Regions from separate parts of the Mus musculus genome. Here regions 1 and 3 are each linked to region 2. Evidence: chromatin contacts called from public HiChIP or PLAC-seq and promoter capture Hi-C data. All regions are on one chromosome and are shown on one strand. The core of a region is the stretch at or near the end of the contact, and the rest is flanking DNA. Distances in the headings are between cores, read along the strand shown.

Region 1 (3,492 bases), core at 921-3,420, 2.1 Mb after region 2:
CCCTGGGCTTCATCTGCAGGGTAGCATGGAGAGGGAGCCGCAGCAGCAACAGACATGGTAGTTAAAGAAATAGAGTTTAGAAGTTGAAAGCTGGAGATAATGAGAGAGAAGAGGATTGAGAAAAGGAGAATCCGGCTGGAGATAAGAGCACTGACTGCTCTTCCAGAGGTCCCGAGTTCAATTCCCAGCAACCACATGGTGGCTCACAACCATCTGCAATGGGATCTGATGCCTTCTTCTGGTGTGTTTAAATAAGTAAATCTTTAAAAAAGAGAGCGAGGAAATGGAGGAGAGAGCTGAGAGATGGAGGCCTGGGAAACGAGAGTCCTCGCTGTCAGGATTTCCCTGACTGACTCAGGACCCTGTGCCTTCCTCTGTGACTCACCTTCTGGTGATGAAGCCATGGAACCAAAGAGGGGCAGTCTTGAGCAAGAGCCAGTGGGCCTGGGTCTTCTGGACCCATGCTCTGGTCTCAGCTTGCAATGACAGGTCACCTTTCCCAGGCACCTCTTCTGCCCTATCGGCATTCCCTAGGACCCAGGCAGTTCCTGGGGCTGAGGCAGAGACCTGGACATGAGAAGTCATGGACAGAAGCGGCCACGATTAGCAGACTTCTAACCCTAAACTGCCTCCTGTTTATCCTCATTCCAGCCCCTCCCCCAGTCTATTTTAGGGTGAGATTGCCCAGAAAGTCCTTTCTAAGGTCACTGACTTAAATTCCTTCTGTATCTTCCATACTGGCCCCAGAGGGCAGGAGATGGTACAGGAAGTCACCTCAGGCCAGGGGAGGGTGACTTCATCTCTAATAAAGGAGACTGAGCTGGTGGGTGAGAGGAAAGGGGACTGAAGAAAGATCTGGAATGCTCTGGGCAAATGGACGTGCTGGCACAGCATGCAGACAGTTGCATTTGGTGTCAGTGTACTGTGTCCTGGTCCCCTGATGACTGGGCCTGAGATTTTTCAGGGCCAGAGAAACTGAGGGCAAGTGGGTAGCTATGTACGGGAGGAAGGAACTCCCCACTTCCTGCTTCCGGTCCCCAGCTTGCATTTTGACATGGGTTCATGTGCACACCCTCATCCTCGAGAGGATGGTGGTGGATGAGGCAGCTGCACCCACCTAGGTTTCTACTCACCACCGTGTGGTTAGTTCTGGGGCTGAGCTGAACCCCCTGTTCCTTCATAACTTGCATGCTGGGCCTGCTCCCACAACTCAAGTTCTGGCATCTCCCCTGGGTCAGGTTCATTGGCTGGAAGGTGTTGAAGGTTGATGAAGTAGCTTCATGATTCCCTGTTGGCACAAGGGAGGCTGGTGGGGTTTCCCAGAGGCAGGCCATCTTTCCCTCCCTTCTTTACTTCAGGCTCTTAAACATCTCCAAAGGGGCTTTTCCCAACAGGGACAGTCATGAGGACAGGAGAAGTGCAAGTGTGTACCAGGGAGGTAGCGGGTGGGAATCCCAGGGATAGGAATAAGGAGTCAAGGTGTTTCAAAGGGACTGGTGGCAAGAGAAGGGTTGTCCGTAAAGGGAGAACCCTGGGGTCTAGGCTGAGCCTCTGAGGCCTGGAAGCCCCGTAGAGAGGTAGTCCCTTAGGCCAGGCCTTCCCTTGATCTCGACTCCTCTGTCTTTCACCCTCCCATTCCAGGCTCCTAAAAATCTCTTGGGATCCTGTCCCCTGCCCTCAGGGATGCAGAGATGTGGAGCCCCAGAGATGGAGTAGAAGCAGTGGACACTAAGGCAGCTCTGGCTTGGGTCAACTGCTTAGCTGTGAAGTGGAGGCTGAGGCTCAGGAAGGGAGCAGAGAGAAAACTTTATACGTACCTTGGGGGCATGGTTGGGCCAAGCAGAACTCCATGGAAGCAGGTGTGGGTGCTCTCAAAGGAGGTGCACACTCGGCAGCTGCTCATCTCTCCTCTCCCTCCTTCCCCCAGGGACAGGAAATGTCGCTTTACCCACCTCCTTTGTCTCGAAAAGGACCCACGTCATGGAAAGTGCAGTAACACACCAGTCCTGTCTCTGGAAGCCAGGCACTTGGGGTAGTGGTGGGCTACTCTGTTAGGTGTGAGGTGTTCTTGCTATCTGACCTTTGTCCCCTTCTCCAAAAGTGTTATAAGGCTTCTCAGAGATTCATACTCAGAAGTTTGCATTGAGAAGATACATGAGGTGAGTGGGGCAGAGCTGCAACAGGAAGGATGTGGGTCAGACCTCTGGAAGGACTTTTGTGTATATACGTATATGTGTCTGTGCTTGTTCAACGTATGTGTTATACCGCAGGTGCACTTGCCTATATGTGTAACAAGGAAACTAAAGGTTGAGGCAAGTGGCTTCCCCAACCATTCTCCACCTTATTGAGACAAGGTCTTTCACTGAGCCTTGAGCTCATAATTTCAGCTAGACTGGCAGGTCAGTTAACCCCCTGGGATTCACTCATCTCCTCTTAAACCAGCACTGGGGCCACGGACATGTGCACACTGAGGTTCCTATCTCAGCCTAAATGCTTGAATAGCAGGGACTTTGCTCACAGAGCCATTGCTCCAGCTGCTGGGGACTCGGTTAGCTATGTGGGACCCACGAGACCTGGGTTAGAGAGGAGGGGCCTGATGTTCATCTTTGAGCAGATGGTGGATTTAGATTAGGGCAACACTAAGCAACCTTAGGGGATTCTCTAACTAAACAGGTCGCTGCTAGGAATGGCAGGATTGGCTGTTGGGGTTGACTCTGAGCTATCTCACAGCTTTGTCCACTGTGTGCTTCCAAGCAAGTAGTTGCTATCTTGGGAGGCTGTGGAGCTTGTAAGAGGTAGGTACCAGAGGCAGGGTATACTGGACAGGCAGGGTCTTCTGCATCTTTTGGCATCTACCCAGGAAACCAGATCCTATGACCTACACCAAAGTATTTAACAGTATTTAGAAATGCAAAAGACAGCATATCTTTTATCCCAGGCCCAGCACTCAGAAGGCAGAGGCAGGGGGATATCTGAGTTTGAGGGAAGCGTGGTTTACAGAGTGAGTTCTAGCGCTGCTAGGGCTATATAGAAAAAAAAAGTGTCTTGGAAAACAAACAAACAAATAACAAAGACCACATCTGGAATATCACAATAGCCAACACCAGACATAGCCATGGTGATAAAGACATCCTGGTGCTGGCATGAAAGGAGAGGGTTATGCCAGTGCAAGAGAGCAGAGACCATGGAAAGAAGCTCACAGAGCTATGTCCCCTTCATTTTTGACAAAGGAGACAAAAGCATATAGGCATAAATTTTTCTCAGCCTACTTTAATAAGCGTTCAACCTCCCCTCTAGCCCACCACCCACCAGAGGTAGTGGAAAAGAAATGTTATTAGGGCATGGGGAAAGTGGACCTGTTTAGAAATAGTTCTTTGGGGGTGTTTCCAATCTTCATTGTCAGGATATCAGTAATCCAGTCCAGTGGCAAACACCAAACATGAGTCAGCAGCTGCACTCCATCCATTCAGCAATCACCACTCACGAATCAGC
Region 2 (3,971 bases), core at 992-3,491:
CTATCCATGGGTGCAAACTGTGGCTTTCCACTCAACCCTGCCCGGGACCTGGGCCCAAGGATCTTCACTACTTTGCTGGCTGGGGCCCTGGCGTCTTCAGGTAGGAGACAGCTTCCCTTGGTACAGTCCTCCATTTACCCCTATTAATAGCTTTGTCCATGGTTCTCCAGATTCCTCCCCCCCCCTTTTTTTTTTGAGACAGGGTTTCACTATGTACCAGGCTGGCAGAGATCCCTCCATGTGCTGGGATTGAAGGCATGTGCTACCATGTCCAACCTGAGTTCTATCCACTTACATACTGCCCTTGTATTCTTAGAACAGTGTTCCTTCTTCAGCTGGCAAGTTCTCCCTTCCTTCATAGCTCTCCTGCATCCCCCCTCCCCCTTTTCATGCATATAGTAGGTTCAGAGGTGTCCTTGGGCATGCCATACTACTACTTTGGGCTTTAGTGACTCCATCCGTAAAAAAGTCTATTCAGTTTATTCTGCAAGACTAGAGGTTGGACTAAGTTCTGCTGGGGGTTGCTTCCTAAGTGCTTCCCATTCATGAATGTGAACCCATGCTCACTGTTGGATGTCATGACAGGAATAGTGTGAGGGCCTGCCTTACTAGTCCTGGCTTATGGGAAGAGGTGTGTCTAAGAGCCACCTCTGACCCCTCCCTTTGTCTTTCCATTACAGCGCTGGTAATGGCTGGTGGTGGGTGCCTCCAGTGGCTCCTATGGTGGGGGCCACCCTGGGCACAGCCGAATACCAGCTCCTGGTGGCTCTGCACCATCCTGAGGATTTAGAACCATTTCCAAAGGTGATGGCATCTCAACTCAAGGCTTCAGACTTGGTTACTCTAGCTCAGCTGGAGTGTAAGCTGTGACAAGGACCAATCTTATCCCACTCTGCAAGAGCACCATGAGCTGGCCAGCACGCAAGACAGATATTCTTTGTATTACTATGCCAGACTAGGACACTTCTGTTTACCACTCCTGAAGGACTCCAGACTGGTCTTCTACCCTGGGAGCTTCCAGGCACGCAGTTCCTTAAAGGAGCCGCCAGAGGGTGTGCACGCTGGCTTTGGGAAGGTTTCTAGAATCGGGTGGGTGGAGGGATCCTAGGATCCTTTGAGGGGTAGGGCCTGGGAGCTTCTCGAGAGAAGCTTGGTTTCCTCTACTCTCCCTTCTTCACTTTTTCGTCTTAAGACGAGGTCTCCCTATGGAGTACTGAAATCTTCTATGCAGACCATAACGGCTTTGACTTCAGCGTGTTACTCAACACACCTAACAAGAGTGAATCTTTTTTTTTTTTAATGGTTTTTCGAGACAGGGTTTCTCTGTATAGCTCTGGCTGTCCTGGAACTTTTTGTAGACCAGGCTGGCCTCCAATTCAGAAATCCGCCTGCCTCTGCCTCGGAGTGCTGGGATCGAAGGCGCACGCTGGGACCAAAGGCATGCGCCACCACGCCCGGTTTAAGAGTGAATCTTTTTAACAAACAAAACCCAGTTTAAGTTTGACTCGGAAGTGATGGAGCACGCCTAGGGTCTCTGAGAATTTCAGGCCTTTCAGAGCTACATAGTGAGACATCCCCTCCCACTGACTCAAAACAACAACAACAACACAACAAAACCACTCGTACTTTGTGGCATTAGGGATTTGATTTAGGGCCTAGGCAAGGGCTCTGCCTCGGAGCTATCTTCCTGTCTTCTGGCTGCCAGCTCGGGAAATCTCTACGTTTCCTACCTTTGGCCTGACAGGAGCGCCAACGACCTCAGATAGTTCTTCGAGGTGTGTGTGTCCGCGCGCGTAATATACCACCCAAGGGAATGTGGTAAGGGGCAAAGTCAACTACTTATCGTCAGGAGAACCAAGTGGAGAAACTGAGGCACAACTCCCAGTCAATGCATAGCTGTGCCTTTTCAGGAAGTGAAAGGCCTTGAGATGAGCCAGGGCGAGGAGGGAAGCACAGCAGAGACTTGGGCTAGAGAGAAGTGTGCTACGGGGCTTCTTCATCACTACTCCCGCATCAGGCTCCTCCCCGAAGATGGTTTCTGGCAGAGAAAGCAGCATTCGCTCGGTTTCTGGCTTCCAAAATAAAGCAGCAGCATCCCAGCGTCCTCCAGCCTCGCCGATTGTGTGCGTGTCCCGGCTGGAGCTTGGGACCCCCCCCTTCCCTACGCACCAAGATGGCGCACGCCGCGCCCCTCACCTCCCCAAAGCCCCTCCCGCCCCCCGCCCGTGGCCGCAGCCGTCACTTCCGCCCCGCGGCCGAAACTGACACAAAGTAGCGGGCCGGGGCCCCGGGGGGGTCAGGAGAGCCGGGCTGCTGTGGGGGGGCGGGAGCCTGCGGGCAGCGGAGCCGAGCGCCCCCGCCCCAGCCCCCGGCATGGGCCGGACGGGGCCGCCGGGCCGAGCGCCGCGCGCGGAGCGCTAAGGTAAGGCGCTGCCACCGTGGGGCCGGGGGTGTGGACCGGGAGGGTCGGCTCTGGGAGGCGCGGGCAGCGGTGCCACGGGGAGCGGCTGTGGGAGGCTGGAGAGAAGGGCTACCAGGATGGAGAGAACCGGTAGCTGTGCGCAAGCTGGGAAAATGGGGCCCCGAAGGGGCGTGCGGAGCTGGGGTGTGAGGAGTAACCTGGTGCCAGCCTTTAGGTGCCTAGAGAGGGAGTTTGGGGCTGATAGGATTTGTCCCGGGAAGGTGGAGGTCTCTCTGTGCCCCAGGAAAACCAAGGGTGCCAGGGATGTTAGCTTTGGGAGCTCAGAGCTGTGTGGTGGGTCCTGGATACTGTCCTTGGAGAGGGAAGGAAGGTGGCCTCCGGTATTATTGTTTTCTCCTGTCTCGTCTATCTGCTAGCTTCCCCTGAAAAGGCTCTTGGTTGGAAAGGAGCGGAGGCCAGACCCAGAGGAGGAGTCTTTTTTCCTTCGTGGAGCGCTGCCTCTTTCCCATGGCTGGCTATTTTTATCCCAGATGTGGCTGCAGAGGGGGCTGGGGTAGGGTGACGGGGCAAGGCGACGTGGCTGGTGGGCCTAGTCGGTTTAGAAAACCAGGATATCCTGAGAGGGGGACCTTGTTACTGCACCCCTCTCGAGGATTGGGGCCAAAGTTGTTCTCAGTCTCCCCAGGGTCCTAGAGGTAAAAGTACTTTCCTGATCTGTATCCAGACTTGACGCTTGATGGTCAGCTTGCTCCACTGTTAACTCTTTCCAAGAAGGAAGACCCAGATGTTAGGGCTAACGATGCTTGATAGCCTCCCACTCGAGTGGGGCTGGGTAGGAGCCAGCAATGCCCACCCTGCATCCTCTCCTTTAGCGTCTGGTTCCACACTCCACCCTCCCCGTGACTCATGCTCTAGATTGGGTGGAGACCCTGGCTGGGGCCCTGGAAGAGGGTTTGGCATCGCCAAATTGTTCATGAGGTTTTTCTTCCAGAGCCAAGGGGGCAGCCACTGTTGCTTGCCACAGTTGTGGAGAGTCAGGAGTGAAAAGGACTTAGTGCCCCTCAGGACTGTCTGCTCTGAGGTCAAGGAGGGAGTGCACATTAGTGAAGGGAGAGCGGGAGAGGATGGCTGGGCTAGGACCACAGTCAGTAATTACAGAGATTGGGCAGACAGGCAATTAGTATCTCTTGGGACTGACAGGCTAGAGGCAAGGGAACTAAGGAGGGGCAAGGCTTTCCATCTGAAGGAAGAGGAGTTTCCTGTGGCCTGGACTTACACCTTTTTAGGAGAAAGTACATGAGAGGGTGGGAGGAAGCAGAGGCTCTCTTGAGCCTGTTCTTAGTGTCATTCTGACTGGAGTAGACTCGGGGTGAGAGAGAATGGTGACCCCTTAGCAGGACTGGGAAGACCTCTCTGATGGCCCCAGAGGGTGGCTGGACAAGATTGAGAGGAAATGGTTTGAGGACTGTCTGCAGGAAGTGGTGGCCATGTGTCTGATGAGAACCCTCCTGGGGAGGAGGTGATAATGGAAGCCCCAGTAATGAAAGTA
Region 3 (3,560 bases), core at 690-3,189, 2.0 Mb after region 2:
CTGCATCGAGCCAGGGAACTAACGCGTCCCTTGGGTCCTGTGCCCACCATTTCACAGTCTATTGCCACCATCTTCCCTGGCAAGTTTTGGGGGACTGTAGGGCACTTATCTTCAGAACGAGCTTGGGTGGAGTTCGGTACAGCATTTTTCTTCAAGGGCTTCTTCTTGGAGCCTTTATCCTTTGACTGAGCTTGGGTGGAGTTCTCTGTAGCAATTTTCTTTTTCAAGGACTTCTTCTTGGAGCCCTTCTTCTGGGTGCTCTTAGTCTTTGGAAGGGCACTCTGAAACTCCCCTAGCAAATCTATTTTAGACACAACAGAAGCAGTCTTCTTTGAAGGAGCAGGGGTCAGCCAAGACAATGGTGCTTTCTTGTCTTTGGACTGCTCTGAGTCCCTCTTGGAGGCAGCTGCCTCTTTCTTCTTTGGGCATGGAAGGATCTTCAAAATGCCATCTACTCTTGAAGTTTCCCCTTTCTTTGGAGGTTCTGAGTTCAACTTAGACACCTTGTTAGGGGGTTGGTTCTTTTTATTCAGAAATCCTTTCTGTTCCAAGAACCTTCGCTTCTTGACAAAGCGTTGATGTTTGGCATTTCCTCCAAATGCCTTTTTCGAAGGTTGCCCAAAGTCTAAATTCAGGAGTATGGTAGACATGAGATCAGTGGATGGTGGGAGGAAGCTGGGAAGAATGGCTCACTGATAGCAAAAGGATGAGAGGCTCATCCTCTGTGGAATCCCATAGTTCAACATGTGGAGGTCTGCAATCAGCCTTGGGGACAAAGTAATCCTGATTCCCGCACCATAGGCCTGAGAGAAAAGAAGATCAGTTCTGGAAGACATAAGTGATAACTTCCACAAGCCCCAAAGCCCGGCTAACTACTGAAGCCTCCACAATTCACCTTTAGGTTGGTCTTAAAAGGGTTATTTCCCTTCTCCGGATCTCTGTGCCATTTTAAAAACTAAAGATGCTGGGGCTGGAGAAACGCCTTAGTAGTTATAACCTTGTTGCTCTCGCAGAGATATTAAGTTCAGTTCCAGGCACCCACGTTGTAGTAGTTCACAGCATCTGTACCTCCAGCTTCAGAAAAAACTAGATGCCTTCCGATCTCTGCAGGCCCCGGGCAATTAAACGATACACATACATAAATACAAACAAAACACTCAGACAAATAATAAATCTAATTACATAAAATGAGGGTGCTGAGGCTGCGGATAAAAAGATGTGGGACCCACGGAGATCGACTCTATCATGTCTATGAAGTCAAAACAAGGGCGTCAGATGAGACTTTTAAGTACCAGTGGTGAGAAGAAACAACACAAATACCCTCTGGATCACCCAGGAATTCTCAGCGTGCTACGAAATGAAGACCAAATCCAGGTGTCGCGCTCCCTCGGCTCCACGTGGGGGCGATCTCCTCACATACCTTACCTGTCTCCCACAGTAAGGACACAGTGGAGGGCCAGCCACCTCGGCCACCACATTCTTGACGATCCACGAACTATTCCCGAACACCCTATACACCTACCTCCAAGTTGGTTCCCCACTAAGATCGCAAGCGTCCGAAGCCGGATGCAGGCGCAGGCGCGCGCCGACGTATGCCGGGACGGCAAGAACGCGGGCGACAACGGGAAGGCGGCCGGCGCGCACGCGCCCGCAGCGCCCCCACCTCAGGCAGCGAGGCCAGCGACTCGGAGTGCGTGAGCAGCGGGAACGGCGGTGGCGGCGGCGGCGGCGTGGGTGGGGGCGGGGGCGGGATGCGCTCCCCGGCCCCTCGGGCCCCGTGGAGGTACAACTCGAAGGTGGTGGGCCGCGGGAAGCGGAACAGAGTGCGCCGGAACCGTGGTCCCACTTCCGGGAGGGAGGGTGGGACCTGCAGCTGACCCCCTCGCCGTAAGCTGGTGCTGGGCGCGCTTCTGTGACGTCTCCGAGTCCCCTGCGGCTGCGCAAATGGCTTGGCCCAGTGGAAGTCGTGACGTTGGGCAAGTGCGCCTTGTTCTAAGGATTTGTAATAGGACGGGATCGCCCTGAGAGGTGTCGTCGGGCGGGTTCGGAGTTCTTGCTTTGCGTCGGGCGTGCAGAATTGAGTCCGGTTTGGGTTGCATGGTTTCGTGGTACCGACCTTGTGTCTCCTCACCTCCTCCCTCCTTGCACCGACATTTCACGCCACAGGATGCGGGGCGTTTCAGCCCATGGCCTCTCGCATGAGGAGAGAAGGCAACTGGCTGTGGACCTCACCCGCGTCCTAGCTCACTACCGTTCCATCCTGGACGCCTACATCATCGTGAGGCCACCGGGCTGAGGGCGGGGTGCTTCTTGGGGGGCGGGGGGTGAATAGGAGCCCACTGCAGAGAAAATGTGGAGACAGCTTTTATCTCTTCCTAATAAGGAACGCGTTGACTACTAGAATACTTTTCACCCAGCCTTCTGACTCTAATACTTAAGTTTTGTTTGTTTCATTTGAAACCCCACAACCAACATTTGGCCATGCTACAGTTGCATAGAAACATACGAGAAACGAGATGTTCCATAGGATATCCTCCACTAAAGGCAATAAAGAGTGGGTTGGGGAAGAGGAAGTGCTTGGCCAAATGTGGTGTACCCTTGTAATCCTGTCACCTAAGAAGTAGATGCAGGAGAATCGGGAGTAAAAGGTTCCCCTGGGCTACAAAACAAGTTCTAGGGCAGCCTGGACTGGACGATGTTACTTTAAAAAAGGAGGGGAGGGAAACAAAACAGGGCAGACATACATAAAGTTACCTTTCTGTAATCTCGCCCCTCAGAAGACTAAGGCAGAATTGTCTTGACTTGCAGCCAGCTTAACGAGTGTTGAGACATGTCTCATTTCCCCCCAACTCCCCCCCACACACACAGAAGAGCACCAGCAAGGCTTGTGGGTGGGGTGATTCTCAACCTTCGTGATCCTACATCCATCCATTTAGTACAGTTCCTCATGTTGTGATCTCCAACTATAAAAGTATCTTTTGTTGCTACTCTGTAACTGTAATTTTACTACTGTTATGAATCGTAAATACCTGATATGCGGGATAGCTGAAGTGTGAACCCCCAAAGAGGTCCCAACCTACAGGTTGAGAACCGCTGTTTTAGGGTAAATGTTTGTCTAGGACTAACAAGATGGCTATGTGGTTAAAAGCATTTTTGTTTGTTTGTTTTTTGTTTTTTCGAGACAGGGTTTCTCTGTATAGCCCTGGCTGTCCTGGAACTCACTTTGTAGACCAGACTGGCCTCGAACTCAGAAATCCACCTGCCTCTGCCTCTGGAGTGCTGGGATTAAAGGCATGCGCCACCACGCCCACGCCCGGCTTCCTAACAAGGCTTTTAATTGCTCCTTAATTAGTTCATTATTTTCAGATGGGTACTCACTATGTTGAAATATCTCATGGAGATATTCTGGCCTTTGCCACCTGAGTGCTGGGATCCTTTAATAATAGACACCATACCTGGCCCCCACAGCCCCAGAATTTTAAAAGAACAAATGAATGAATTAAAATACACAGCTGTCTGGACCATAAAATAGCAGGTTACTAAATAGTTACCTGTTAATG

Evidence for each region. Promoter capture Hi-C pulls out the DNA fragments that hold promoters and counts their contacts. HiChIP or PLAC-seq counts read pairs in DNA pulled down with a chosen protein or histone mark.
Region 1: a contact with region 2 is called in an H3K27ac HiChIP or PLAC-seq map of double positive thymocytes, with 5 times the contacts expected there. The contact joins the promoter of Sh2d2a here to the promoter of Atp8b2 in region 2. A contact is called at or near these places in 1 of 39 promoter capture datasets (liver) and 1 of 115 datasets of contacts at active chromatin or transcription factors (double positive thymocytes).
Region 3: a promoter capture Hi-C map of liver shows a contact between it and region 2, with 4 times the contacts expected there. The contact joins the promoter of Rrnad1 here to the promoter of Atp8b2 in region 2. A contact is called at or near these places in 4 of 39 promoter capture datasets (hippocampal neurons, liver, pre-B cells and 1 more) and 1 of 9 other capture datasets (liver).

Annotation. Positions count from the first base shown.
Region 1 is chr3:87,845,433-87,848,924 of GRCm38.p6, reverse strand. Sh2d2a (SH2 domain containing 2A) reads right to left here and starts at 2,170. Exons shown (of 7, transcript NM_021309.3): 1 at 1,818-2,170; 2 at 1,134-1,288; 3 at 386-567. The coding sequence starts at 1,851.
Region 2 is chr3:89,961,608-89,965,578 of GRCm38.p6, reverse strand. Atp8b2 (ATPase, class I, type 8B, member 2) reads left to right here and starts at 2,241. Exons shown (of 28, transcript NM_001081182.3): 1 at 2,241-2,422. It also overlaps the pseudogene Aqp10-ps.
Region 3 is chr3:87,928,574-87,932,133 of GRCm38.p6, reverse strand. It overlaps Rrnad1 (ribosomal RNA adenine dimethylase domain containing 1), which reads left to right and starts at 1,939. Exons shown (of 8, transcript NM_153562.4): 1 at 1,939-2,278. The coding sequence starts at 2,168. It overlaps Isg20l2 (interferon stimulated exonuclease gene 20-like 2), which reads right to left and starts at 1,820. Exons shown (of 4, transcript NM_177663.4): 1 at 1,523-1,820; 2 at 1-803. The coding sequence starts at 650.